Regions from separate parts of the Mus musculus genome. Here regions 1 and 2 are each linked to region 3. A link is a contact called in public Hi-C and HiChIP or PLAC-seq data. All regions are on one chromosome and are shown on one strand. Each heading gives the region's core, a stretch centred on a gene start, on an enhancer-like site or on the middle of the called end of the contact. The rest is flanking DNA. Distances are from core to core; before and after follow the strand shown. Region 1 has its middle 7.1 kb from the start of Gm46159. Region 2 overlaps Kdm5b (lysine (K)-specific demethylase 5B). Region 3 holds the start of Kdm5b (lysine (K)-specific demethylase 5B).

The links. A called contact is a pair of places that touch in the nucleus more often than the background predicts. HiChIP or PLAC-seq counts read pairs in DNA pulled down with a chosen protein or histone mark.
Region 1: a contact with region 3 is called in a Hi-C map of liver, with 2.2 times the contacts expected there. The contact joins the enhancer-like site here to the promoter of Kdm5b in region 3. A contact is called at or near these places in 17 of 39 promoter capture datasets (the 3T3-L1 cell line, 3T3-L1-derived adipocytes, the HPC-7 cell line and 10 more), 1 of 15 datasets of contacts at CTCF or cohesin (embryonic stem cells), 65 of 484 Hi-C or Micro-C datasets (CD4 T cells, CD8 T cells, the G1E-ER4 cell line and 31 more), 29 of 115 datasets of contacts at active chromatin or transcription factors (DN3 thymocytes, the HPC-7 cell line, bone marrow-derived macrophages and 15 more) and 3 of 9 other capture datasets (adipose tissue, liver and pancreatic islet).
Region 2: a contact with region 3 is called in an H3K4me3 HiChIP or PLAC-seq map of fetal liver, with 2.1 times the contacts expected there. The contact joins the enhancer-like site here to the promoter of Kdm5b in region 3. A contact is called at or near these places in 14 of 39 promoter capture datasets (the 3T3-L1 cell line, 3T3-L1-derived adipocytes, the HPC-7 cell line and 10 more), 4 of 484 Hi-C or Micro-C datasets (the G1E-ER4 cell line, the HPC-7 cell line, cerebral cortex and 1 more), 8 of 115 datasets of contacts at active chromatin or transcription factors (the HPC-7 cell line, T-cell acute lymphoblastic leukemia, bone marrow-derived macrophages and 3 more) and 3 of 9 other capture datasets (adipose tissue, liver and pancreatic islet).

What each region holds. Positions count from the first base shown.
Region 1 is chr1:134,518,585-134,523,119 of GRCm38.p6, forward strand. It overlaps the pseudogene Gm15454 and the pseudogene Tuba5-ps. Among named protein-coding and RNA genes, the nearest start is that of Gm46159, 7.1 kb to the right of the region's middle. Within about 2 kb of position 1,622, at least 18 of the 459 cell types and tissues checked have an H3K27ac peak or open chromatin away from gene starts, as enhancers often do. A contact at or near this core is called in the G1E-ER4 cell line, erythroblasts and liver, where this site is marked.
Region 2 is chr1:134,613,669-134,617,940 of GRCm38.p6, forward strand. It overlaps Kdm5b (lysine (K)-specific demethylase 5B), which reads left to right. Exons shown (of 27, transcript NM_152895.2): 16 at 219-343; 17 at 2,250-2,400; 18 at 2,521-2,635; 19 at 4,024-4,272. Among named protein-coding and RNA genes, the nearest start is that of Kdm5b, 56 kb to the left of the region's middle. Within about 2 kb of position 1,538, at least 6 of the 459 cell types and tissues checked have an H3K27ac peak or open chromatin away from gene starts, as enhancers often do. A contact at or near this core is called in fetal liver, where this site is marked.
Region 3 is chr1:134,558,298-134,562,536 of GRCm38.p6, forward strand. It overlaps Kdm5b (lysine (K)-specific demethylase 5B), which reads left to right and starts at 1,881. Exons shown (of 27, transcript NM_152895.2): 1 at 1,881-2,245. The coding sequence starts at 2,042. It also overlaps a transcript of Mgat4e not described here.

The DNA of each region.
Region 1 (4,535 bases), core at 372-2,871, 40 kb before region 3:
AGACAGACGGACTGCTGTGACACACCTCCCCACACAGTATTTGCAGATGACCAGTGTCCTATGCTGTTCTTACAAATAAACTCAGGCAAGATCTGTTAAAAAAAAAAAAAAAAGAAGAAGATTACCATGAACAGGAAATGGGAGAACCACGAACTGCATCTGTTACCGCAGACGTCATTCCGCTGTGCTTTCTATCTATCCAGCCATCCCCTAGGGGGAGCTCTGTGTCCTGCTTGGTGTTGGATTTGGGCTTGGAAGCTTGAATAGCCGGCTCTACCCAGAGTTCCTCCCACTTCTCTTGGCTGCTTCCTCGCTTGCCCAACTATCTGGTCCTAACCTTCTTTGAACTGTGATCTATGTCTATCAGCCCCGCTTGTTGTTCTTGGACTCTGTAGATCCCTCCAGCTGGGAGAGCCTCCTTTAGCTCTTAAATGCTTTTCCAGTTTGCTCCTTAGTCTGAGAGTGAGGCCAGCTGGAGCCAGTTCTTTGGCTCTAGTGCTCTACAGCGTTGGTGTAGACATGGTCAGCGCTGCAGTAGAAACTGGGGCCTTTGGGTTCTGTGCTCCCCTCCTCAGAATGAAGGTAAAACAAAGCGTCTCCTGGGCTTTTTGTTGTTGTTTGTTTGTTTGTTTGTTTTTCGAGACAGGGTTTCTCTGTGCAGTCCTGGCTGTCCTGGAACTCACTCTGTAGACCAGGCTGACCTCAAACTCAGAGATCCACCTGCCTCTGCCTCCCAAGTGCTGGGATTAAAGGCATGCGCCACTGCCGCCCGGCCTCCTGGGCTTTTTTTTTAGACCTTTCTTGTACTGTCATTATGCACATAATTGGTTGATGGATGCCTTTCTGGCCCAAGGAACACTATCAGAATTGCTAGGGTACTTGGTAAACCTGCAGGTTCTGAGGTTCCAGGGTGGGGTGGGATGTGACGATTTGTCTAGAGTCAACCATCTCACCTGTCCTGTCTAGGCCACCTGTGCCAAGAACTCCAAGCCTCTTGTATGCTTTCTTTATCTCTATAGAGGTAAAGCAAAATGACGTAAGATCCATTTGGGTGATGATGGGAGTTTTTATATCTTCATTGGTTTGGTTATATAATTTCTATTTCTTGTGTGGTTTGGTTATATAAGTATACAGGCTTGTGAAACCATTCGTTCTACATATAAAATATAGGAGTATAAACTATACTTCAAAATCTTTACTATGTGGAAGGGAATGAAAATGTATTTAGGTAATCACTGTATGAACAGTCAAGTGTTCCCTAAGAGAGAGGGGTTCTAGACAAGGGACATGCCACCTGTATCCTTAACAGTGATGTCCCTTCTGTAGACAGACCAGTACACTGTGCCCAAGAGCTTGCTGACCTTCCAGCACCATGAGGCAGCTCAGCTTGGTTTTTAACTCCCTGCTAAAACAACCCTACCTTTATCTCAAGTAAAAAGTTGGGTTTTTTTTTTTCTCTCTACCCAGACCCTTAAGTATCCACAGCACTTGGAGAGCCCTACAACTCCACCTTTAAGTCTCAACACAACTCTGACGTCCTCAGGCTGGACCTTCGTGGTAAACTGCAAGGCCAGCTATGACATCTGTCACTGCAGCTTGAACATTGAGCTTTTGACCTACAACAGGTTCATTGGCCAGGTCATTTCTGCCATCGCCAATACCAGGTATTTGATGGTGCCCTCGGTGTGGACCTTTTGGAGTTCCAGGTCATTTTGGTACCCTGCCCTAGTGGCATTTTTTTTTTTTTAGTATTTTATTGGGTTCTTATATCTCTACCTCTCGTCTAATACTTATCCTACCCTGATCCCTTCTGACCCCCAACACTAGGTAGGAGAGAAAGATGGTTAGAGGGGAAAGGGGCTGTAGATATCTTTAAGCCAACAAAATAGACTATTTCCTGCTGATTAGGGACGTTGAGGTCCTTGGGGCAAGTCTAATCTTTGTCGTCAGGATATCTCCAACTTCTTGTCAAACTTCAACAGCAGCAGCCAGAAGCAGCAGCCTCTTTCCATAGTGCCCTGGCCCTTCCTGGGGCTCTGGGAGTTATACCCTCTCCAGAGTCCCCAGCATTGAACTATATGTAACTGGCAAAAATCACACCCCTGCTAGTTCACAAGGCAAAACATAATCACCGGCTGTGAAGCAGCCTCTTATCCCACACCTGGGATTAAAATGAAAACACAGTCACATAACATAACTGGGTTTTTAAAGAAACCAGAATTCGCAGTGCTCTACCCTGGATCCAGTCTCCACTGATGACCTCTGTCCCTGCTGAGAAGGCCCACCATAAGCAGCTCTGTGTCAAAGATCAGTGAGCCTTGAACTTTCTAATCAGTTGGTCAGGAACGGTGAGTACACGGCCTGCCATCTGCTCTACCATGGAAACTTAGTGCCTGTGAATGGGCAAGCTGCTATTGCTGCCGACAAGTCCTAGGGCAACATCCAGTTTGTAAACTGGTGTCCCACAGGGTTCAAGGCAAGTTGAAGGTGAAGAGAAAGATTAGCACATAACCTGTGTGGTTCCTAGGAGAAATTCCAGGAGACATAAATGCACTAGGACTGGAAAGGATAGGGCAGGTAACCCTCAATTTGTCTGAGAAGTGAGGCATATGGGCCAGAAGCCAAAGGAGTGGCTTCCTTGTTCAGATATACCAGGGCAGGACCACGATAGGGCTCACCATCTGAAGGGAATTGCTCCCCACCTCCACAGTGTCTTGCTACGTAGATCACTCTAACCAGGAGCTTGAGCTTCTCCTGCCGCAGCCTCTGGGGTGCGGAAATTGTACATGTGCATCACACATCTGGCTCCGAGAACAATTTGGGACATACAGAAAGGCCTTCATCAGATTAGAGTGTGCAGAAGGCTTCTTGTGCTCTGCACTTGTAAATACTGTCATTTCCTCTTGTAGTAATAAACGTATTTAATCTCCACCTTGTGACCCGCCCCATTCCTAGGGTGCTGGCATAGTTTTATGGGGTTTTTACTCTAGGACAGTGGTTCTCAACCTTCCTAATGCTGCAGGCCTTTTCTATAGTTCCTCACATTGTGGAGATCCCTGCCCCCCCCCATAAAATTATTTTCGTTACTGCTTCACAACTAATTTTATTACTGTTATAAGTTATAATGTAAATATCTGATATGCAGGATATCTGACATGGGACCCCTCTGGGGGTCTCAACCTACAGGTTGAGAACTACTGCTCTAGCATAAGACTTTAGAAAAATTAAACATAGCGGTGGTGACATTAGAAAGCATACTCTGGGGGATGGAGAGATGGGATGGTTCAGTGGTTAAGAGCATGGGCTGTTCTTCCAGAGGTCCTGAGTTCAATTCCCAGCAACCACACAGTGGCTCACAACCATCTGTAATGGCATTCAGGTATACACGCAGATAGAACACTCATGAACATAAAATGAATAAATAAATCTTAAAAAAAAAAAAAGCAAGCTCTGTCTTCTGTGCTGTCACACTGCTATGAAGGTGACCACAAGGGACGGGAGGCAAGGAGGCCTGGGCCCCTGCACTTACAGGTCATAGTTATTTGCTGACGTAAGGAGTGTTCTGTAGTTCAGACTGCAAAGCAGGGAACATCTTGGGATACAGCTGTTGTCATTCCCACATTAGGAAAGATTTAGCTACTCTGAGAAAGACTCACCGCCTTTAGGAACCGGTGAACTTGCTGCCCTCAATGGCACTGGCTGGAAGTGACTATTTTGTTTAGAAGGGGAAACAACCTTGATTATGATATATATTTATGTTTAGTGTTTTTATGCTTAATTTGTATTTACTTTTTAAAAGGATTTTACTCTTTTTAACTATGTGTGTGTGTGTGTGTGTGCCTTTGTGGGAGTGTGTGCACATGAATACAGGGACTGGAGGAGGCCAGAGGCGTTAGGTCCCATGGAACTGGAGTTACAGGCTGTGGTTAGTCATTGTGTCAGAGTTGGGAGTGGCCTGGGTCTTCTGCAAGAGCAGTAAGCTTCCAACTACCGAGCCCTCTCTCTAGCTCCACAGCCATTCTTGTTTGTTTGAAGACTGAGTTTCTCCATGTCATCCTGGCTGCCCTGGAACTCACTCTGTAAACCAGGCTGGGCATGAACTCTCAGAGATCCACCTACCTCTGCCTCTCTAGGACTGGGATTAAAGGTGTGTGCCACCACTGCCCGGCTCCACATCTATTTTTATACCTAGCAAAATTAATAATACTTCCCCACATAAGGGGATACCAAATAAAAGCACTAAATGAGGACTGGTGGGGTGGTTCGACAAGAGAAAGGCAGTGCCTGCCAAGCCTGAGGGTCGAGTGTGATCCCTTGGAGCCCACAGAGTGGGAAGAGAACTGACACTGGCAAGCTGTTCTCTGACATGCATGCTGTGCCATGTGCACACACACACACACACACACATGCACACATACTCATGTACACACACACATGTGCATGCACATACACATGTACTCATACACACAGGCACACACATGAATGCACACACACACTAAGTTTTGGGTTTTTTTAAAGAATACCAAAGGCCAGGC
Region 2 (4,272 bases), core at 288-2,787, 55 kb after region 3:
GAGCCTATGGGGGCCCTTCCTAATTAGATCACCACCACACATAGGTTTTGGGGATTGAAACTCAGGTTCTTGTTCTTGTAAGTAAATTGCTCTACCAATTGAGCCGTCTTCCCAGCCCACACTGAGTCTTTAGTTATTATAGGTCTCTGAATGTTGAGGATATAACGTCCAGTTTTTTCCACTGGCCCGTCTCATTGCTGTTTGTGTTCTGTGTCCAGGTATAGATACACTCTGGATGATCTCTATCCAATGATGAATGCATTAAAGCTTCGAGCAGAGTCTTACAATGAATGGGCCTTAAATGTGAATGAAGCCTTGGAAGCAAAGATCAATAAGAAGAAAAGTAAGTAATGCAGAAAGTGGTACTCAAGCTGCAAAGTCTAGTTGGATTTTGTTGCAGCCAACGTTTTGAAACAGCCTAATTTCCTGCTTAATCTTACATCCAGGTCCTTGGCAGAAGGTTCTAGCCAAGATGGATGAGGCAGATGGCCTCAACATCTCAGTGAAGCCTGGGTATATAGGTTATACAAGATGGTTTTGGGGCCAGCGAGGTGGCTCAGTATACATGCCTCTCGGGCCCAATGATCTTGGATTAGGTTCCTGGAACCCATGTGACATCTGAACCAGTTCACCTCTGACCTCCATATGTACACCATGGCTCACATTTCCCCACTTTGACGCCCCACCCCCTGTAGTGAAAAGAAAGAAAGGAACAAACTAAACTTCTTTAAAAAAAAACAAAAACAAATAGAAAGCAGGGCCGTGGTGGCGCACACCTTTAATCCTACCACTTGGGAGGCAGAGGCAGGCAGATTTCTGAGTTTGAGGCCAGCCTGGTCTACAGAGTGAGTTCCAGGACAGCTAGGGCTATACAGAGAAACCCTAACAAAAAACAAAAAAACAAAAAACAAATTGGGGGGGGGGGCGACCCAGAAAACCAAAATAGAGCTGGAAAGTTGGCTCAGAGGTTAAGAGTACTGTTTGCTCTTTCAGAAGACCGGGGTTCAATTCCAGTCATTCACGTGGTGGCTCATAACTATCTATAACTACAGTCAGTCAGAGGGTGTATAGTGCTTCCTCTGTCCTCCCCAGCCACTACATACATATGGTGTATAGAGATATATGTAGGCAAAACACCATACACATAAAAATAAATAAATCAAGCCGGATGTGGTAGCACGCACCTTTAAACCCAGCACTCAGGAGGCAGAGGCAGGTAGTCTGGCCTACAGGGTGAGTTACAGGACAGCCAGGGCTACAGAGTAACCCTGTCTTGAAAACCAAAATAAATAGATAAATGAATAAATTTAAAAATCTTAAGAATATAATAGCAACTTTATGTATTTTGTTAAAATGGATTCTTTGAAATGCAGTATAATACTAAAATGTTGGTGAAATGTTGGCTTAACATTTCCTAGTTCTAATCAAAATTTAGTGTCCCTGGCACTTATCATTATTTTTTTCTCTCTTCTATATGTGTGTGTTTTGCCTGCATGTATGTGTGTGCGTGTGTATCTGAGCCTACTCTGTTGTGTGCCTGATAAACCCTGAGGTCAGAACAGGGCTGGGCTTGAGGATGATTGTGAGTTGCTCTGTGGGTGCTGTAACTGAACCTGAGTCCTCTTTAATAACAAGTACTCTTAGCGGCTGGGTTACCTCCAGCCATTCTCCCTCCTTTATGGTGTGTGTGTGTGTGTGTGTGTGTGTGTGTGTGTGTGTGTTTGTATGGGTGCTTAGAGAGGTCAGAAGAGAGCTCTGGGTCCCTGGGTCTGGGGTTATATGCTCCTGAGTCATTATGCGGGTCCTGGGATCCAAGCCTGGCCCTCCTCGGGAACAGTGAGGGCTTTTAGCTGCTGAGCCTGCCCTCCACCATTCCCTCCAGACTCAGTTCTCTGCACTCTGTACATCAGCAGGTCCCTCCCTCCCTTTTCATGGAGGGGAAGGGAGCACCACCACCAGTTTCTTGTCAACTATACAGTGAAGTAAAGACCACAAAGTGGGTTAAACCACAGTAGATCTCTATTACTTTTCTTTCACAAATCAGCAGATTTTCACTTAAAAAAAATTCTAAACTTATATCCTGAAGACCCAACTCTATAAGTACCCTTTGTCAGACTATTCCCCATCCCCCCAATCAGATAAACATTGCTTGTGTTACATTTCTGGGTAAGAATGGACAGAAAGTCTTCTCTGCTCTGTAATAGTGATTATGAGCTTGATCACAGGAAAGATGACTTGTTCTGTTTTAGGTCTTGTCAGCTTTAAAGCTTTGATTGAAGAATCAGAAATGAAAAAATTCCCAGACAATGATCTTTTGCGTCACCTTCGACTAGTCACGCAGGATGCAGAAAAGTGTGCCTCTGTTGCCCAGCAGTTGCTTAATGGCAAAAGGCAAACAAGGTATCTATTTCTGACTGTATGAGAATGGACTCTGAGGCACCTGAACCTAGGAACCCATTGGCATCTCCGAGTAATGAATGCACGTGTCTTCATGGCTTTCTCCGGCCCTTGTCTTTGTAGGTATCGATCTGGTGGAGGAAAGTCTCAGAATCAGCTGACGGTGAATGAACTTAGACAGTTTGTGACTCAGCTGTATGCTCTGCCGTGCGTCCTTAGTCAGACACCGTTGCTAAAGGTAACCATATAAAGATCTGTAGGACTTCAGGTATATTTATATACTCAATTGACATCATTAAGTTGGTCAGTTGGCTCTTTGGTGGTTAATTTGTTATTGTGTGTGTGTGTGTTTCTGCAGAAGCCAAAGGAGAGCATCAGATATATTAAATCTGGAATTAACAATGGTTGTGAGCCACCTGTTATGGGGGGCTGGGAACTGCTGCTCTGTCCTCTTGAAGAGTGGCAAGTGCTCCTGACCTGAGCCAATAATTCACAAATATTTGAATTTTTGTTTGTGGAATAGTGGGTGGTTATAAGGAGATTCTATTAAAAGGAAGATAAAGTTGAGATTTTTATTGTGAAAGTGACCACTGAGTCTAGCATGGTGAACCACACTTAAAATTTCAACATTTAGATCCCAAGGCAGGAGAACTGCCATAAGTATGAAGGCAGTCTGGGCTCCATAGTAAGTCCGGAGCTGGAGAGATGGTTCTGAGCTCTTGCTACACAATCAGTATGACCAGAGGTTGAATTTTCTGTGCATGTTCCAGTTCCACTGGGGCCCAGAGCAGGATTATGGCTAAGGCGTGTTGGCTTCCTAGCTGAAAAAATTGTGAGGGCCATGTGGCTCAGGGAGGGAGCCTGCTTTGGAGAAATAGGGAACTCTTTTTTTATTTTTTTTTTTAAGATTTATTTTATTAATATATGTAAGTACACTGTAGCTGTCTTCAGACACTCCAGAAGAGGGAGTCAGATCTTGTTGTTGTCTTGGATGGTTGTGAGCCACCATGTGGTTGCTGGGATTTGAACTTTGGACCTTCGGAAGAGCAGTCGGGTGCTCTTACCCACTAAGCCATCTCACCAGCCCGGAGAAATAGGGAACTCTTAATGCCCTCTTCTGCTCATCACAAGCATGAATGCCTGAAGGTGCAGATACCCTCTGAATGCACATGCACATAAACTCACATAGACTGATACACAGAAAAAAAAAAACAAAACTAAAGTAAGAAAAAGTGACTACCAGCCAGTTCTTCTCATTGGTATAAATTTTATGTTATGACCTCCTATTTGGGCTCTCAGGTGTCATTTACGTTGCTTTGTTTACTCACATTATTACTGACATAACATGGTTTGGTAAAGAAAGTTACACCTCTTTTTCCTTTTTCTATTTTCTTTATTATTCCTCTTTTTTTTCTTTTTTTCTTCTCTTTTTTTTTTCTTTTTGGTTTTCTGAGACAGGGTTTTTCTGTGTAGCTGTCTGGAACTTGCTCTATAAACCAGGCTGGCCTCAAACTCAGCCTGCCTCTGCCTGTTGAGGCCTGGGATTAAAGTTGCCCACCACCACTACCCTGCTGAACTTGTATTCTGATGGTATGACTTTGATTGTTTGCCTTTGTCTTCTTTTAGGATCTCTTGAATCGTGTGGAAGATTTCCAACAGCAAAGCCAAAAACTACTGTCTGAGGAAATGCCTAGCGCTGCCGAGCTACAGGAGTTGCTGGATGTCAGCTTTGAATTTGATGTTGAGCTTCCACAGCTCACTGAGATGCGCATTCGCTTAGAGCAGGCCCGCTGGCTGGAAGAGGTTCAGCAGGCTTGCCTGGACTCCAGCTCCCTTTCTTTGGATGATATGAGACGACTCATAGACTTAGGGGTG
Region 3 (4,239 bases), core at 631-3,130:
ACCAGTACCCCCAGAGCTCATGTCTCTAGCTGCATATATATCAGAAGATGACCTAGTTGGCCATCATTGGGAAAAGAGGCCCCTTGGTCTTGCAAACTTTATATGCCCCAGTACAGGGGAATGCCAGGGCCAAGAAGTGGGAGTGGGTGGGTAGGGGAGCAGGGCGGGGGAGGGTATAGGGGACTTTTGGGATAGCATTTGAAATGTAAATGAGGAAAATAATAAAAAAATAAAAAAAATGTGTGTGTTGCTTGTAGGGGCCAGGAGAGACATCAGAGCCTCTGAGGCTGGGGGTGAAGAGGCAGTTGGGAGCTGATGGGCATTGATCTGGAAACTAAGTTTACATCCTCTAAGGCGGAAGCAAATGCCCTTAATCTGCTGAGCCGGCTCTCTCTGTCTTTGATGCGGAAGCTCATTATGCAGGTCTGGCTGGCCTGGAACTTTGTGTAGGATTAAAGGTGTGCGCCACCACATCTAACTTCTAACTCTTTCCATTTTTAAGCTGAAGAACCATGGTCTCTGTGTGATAGGATATATCTGTAATCCCAGCGTTTAAGAGGTAGAGGCAGGAGGATGATCAGGAGATCAGAGTCATCTTTGGCTATGTAGAGAGTTCCAGGCCAGCCTAGGTCACATTAGTCCTATTAAAATCTAAACCCAGAGGCTGAGTGATGGTCTATTCTGAAGGGAGGGCTGTGGAGCCACTGATCCTTCCTTATACAGTGGCAGGCAGTCTTTCCACGAGTTTGGTTGCTTTCTAGATTAAAGAAATCGCCGGGCGGTGGTGGCACACGCCTTTAATCCCAGCACTTGGGAGGCAGAGGCAGGTGGATCTCTGAGTTCGAGGCCAGCCTGGTCTACAAAGTGAGTTCCAGGACAGCCAAGACTATACAGAGAAACCCTGTCTCGAAAAAACAAAACAAAAAAAAAAAAAAAGAAATTATGTTTGTGTTCAAGTTCTACTTATGACCTGACTTTTTCTGGGGCCATCCCCCATCTTTGGATTTCATGGTTACTTAACCTCTCAGCTCTTCCATTGCTTCCTCTGAAACACTCTGATCTCTTTCTTTCCTTCAGACCTGTTGTACCTTTTAGCCTGTTGAAAATCTTTGTAGCAGAGACATCTCAGGCTCAGCCTGTTCAGGGGTGAATACATCTTCCCTAGAACATGCTCATGGATGCTTGTCCCAGGGATGCCATCTGTCAGACCCTTAGTACGCTATTCTTCTGGTCCCGTCCTAGTCTAACTTTTATTTCCTACAATTTCACTTTAACCTATAGCGCTGCTGAATTTATTTAGGCCCCATCATTCCTTGATTGGATTATTTCAAGATGCTTTTGCTCAAGTCCAACCTTGTATATGTGTAGATTTCTGTGCAACAACCCTACTTTCCAGTAAATAGACTGAACTGTTGGATTTGGTCAAATGCTTAATCCCCTCACAGACTAAACAATCCCGAAAAGCACTTGCACTTTACACAGTGTCTAGGATAAGCAAGTGCTCGAAGAGTTATTGCTCTCCTCATTACTCTATGTGTCTGTCCTTGCTGCTCCTTGTGTTCAAGGTGTTTTCTCTACCTGGAGAATCCTCCAATTTCAGTACTCTGCTTCTCGGGTTTTACTAAGCAAATCTTTCGTGCCAAAATATATGACGTGATTGATGGATTGTAACTCTGTTCTCCCTACTAGACTGTTAACTTCTTGAGAGGAAGAATTCTGAAACTTCAGAGGTTAACTGAAGCATTAAGGATAAACATCCCAGGCGGAAGGCCCCTGCCCCTCCCGGCTAGGGGGCGGGGCGAGACCTGGCTCGGGGTGGCAGCAGGGACTTTTTTCCTCGCCGTGGCGGCGGAGGAGCACTGCGTGGGGTAGCGGCAAGACGTCGTCGGAGGAAGGCTGAAAAAGCCCTAGGTGTTGCCGTTGCTAGTAGAAGTCGGACCTGTCGCCCGAGCTGTGCGTCTGCACGGGTTTCGGACGGAGCGGAGCTCGCTGCCGCGGTTGCGGAGCCTGCCCTGTGCTCGCCCCTGCCCAGGTCGCGGTGATGGAGCCGGCCACCACGCTGCCCCCAGGCCCGCGCCCGGCGCTGCCCCTCGGGGGCCCGGGCCCGCTGGGAGAGTTCCTGCCTCCCCCCGAGTGTCCGGTCTTCGAGCCGAGCTGGGAAGAGTTCGCGGACCCCTTCGCTTTCATCCACAAGATCCGGCCCATAGCCGAGCAGACTGGGATCTGTAAGGTGCGGCCGCCGCCGGTGAGTCAGCCAGCACCCCGGATCCTGCTCGCGGCTGGGGGAGGGAGCGAGGACGCGCGGCCCGGGAGGCCGGAGGCGCGGGGGCGGGGAGCGGTCGTCCCGCGGGCCCGGTCAAGTTTGGGGTGGCTCCGAGGGTCGGAGATGCGGCGGTGGGAGGAAGGCGCGGGGGCCCCCGTCCCGGGTGGGATGTGGGCCGTGAGGACCGCGGGCTCCGGCGGGGCGGCCGGAGGGGGCTAGGTCGGTGCGGCTCCGGGGGCTGGTGCGCTGCACCGCCCGGCAGCGGTGCGGGCTGGAGTGGTTGGCAGCCGCCGGGGTGGTCGCTGGGGAGTCCTCCCGAGCCCGGCTGAGACGCGGGCGCGGAGGCAGGGCTCTGGGCCCGCACGGCTCCGTGGCTGGTCCTCGCCTCCTTCTCGGGGTGCGGGGGTGTGTGATGGGTGGGGGTGGGGGACTTGCGAGTTGTCGTGTGAGGAGGAAAGTTTTCAATATGGCGGCGGGAGCCCCTGGTCCTTTGTGTGGTGGCGGCGTCGGCCCGAAGCTGCCCTCACCTGAGCGCCCCACCCTCCGGACCCGGGTCCCCCACCACCACCTGGTCCCTCGGCCTCTGGGAGTCCCCAGGGCGAGCTGGGCCAGGGGGCGGCCGGCGCTACTGGGGGAGGGGAGGAGCCGCTGGGCCGGTCTGGAGCGGCTGGTTGAGTGGTGGTGGGGGTGCAAGGGTCGGGGTGGGGGGACGACACTTTGAGGATGGTGGGGGCAGGCCAAGCGGCGGGGGCCCTGATGCTCGCAGGTCCTGGCGGACGCTCCCACACGGACTTGGGGCCGGACTGCTTTGCTCCCGGCGCGGGGGGGGGGGGGAGGCCTGGCTGGGGCTGAGGTGGAGAGGCTGTGCTTGTAGGGGAGATGTCAGACGAGCTCTTGGAGATTTCATCCTGGTCCCTAGCTTTCCCTACTCGGCCTTCCCGGCGGGGGCTCTAGCGCCTCGAGCTTGGGGGGCTCTGAGGGGTGGGGTGTCCCCAAGACGGCCCTAACGGCTGCAACGTCCGCGGAGAGCCCGGCCCACTCCTTCCCCGTCCCCGTCCCCCTCCCCGTACCCCCTCCCCCCGCAGCCGGAACTGGATGCGCTGCGACACCCCAGGTTTTTCGCCTACCTTTTGGGATGACCTGAGTCTGAGTTGGCCTAAACGACCGTTGGACCGGCCGGGTCGGTTGGAAAGGTTTAACTGCCTTGCCTACCGTTTAAGAATTTTCTATCTTTCCCTGCTCTCAAGTGAAAAAGACCCCCCCCCACGCCTTTTACCCCTTTCTCCCTTAAACTTGCTCTATGTAATGGCATTTTGATTTAGGGGATTGTGTACGTAGACGTTCTAGAAAAGATGTTTGCGAGAGATCCCTGAATAAAGCCTTATCCTTTCACTACCCCCACGAAAGAAAAATTAAAACACAGATACCATATTTTAGTTGCTCTTGGACAACTTTGAAAGCAGAAATGAAATGCCTCAGAAAATAACTGGCCAGGTCAGCTAGTATGGGGGGAAATGTTTGGAAATAGATTCATTTCTTCTGGTGAAATGGACAGAGGCGATGGAAGGTTTCTTTTACTGTAGAGGCCTGCAGAAGTTACACCCTTGCCTGGTTAGACCTAGGGTTTTGATTCTGAAATGTGGACCACGTTTCAAACATTGAGCGATTTAGCTTTATCTTAATGTACCAGGAAAGATGAATGTGACTGTTGCATGCTTGCATTAATGGGATTTTTATCTAGAAATTAGGAAACTTGACAAAGTTATTAGAAACCAAAATCTAAGAGGAGTTAGGATCCTGTGAGTTGCCCTCCATGTTGGCATTGTGGCGCACTAGGACTGGGTAGGTCCTTTTTCTTACCGACTTTGCCTTTTATAGAGCTATTTTCTTCGAAAAATAGTTGCTTTGGTTAGGTTTGGCTACCCATTTCCTCATGTGGGCTAGCAGCTTAATGGCAGCCTTTAGGATTTGTGCAT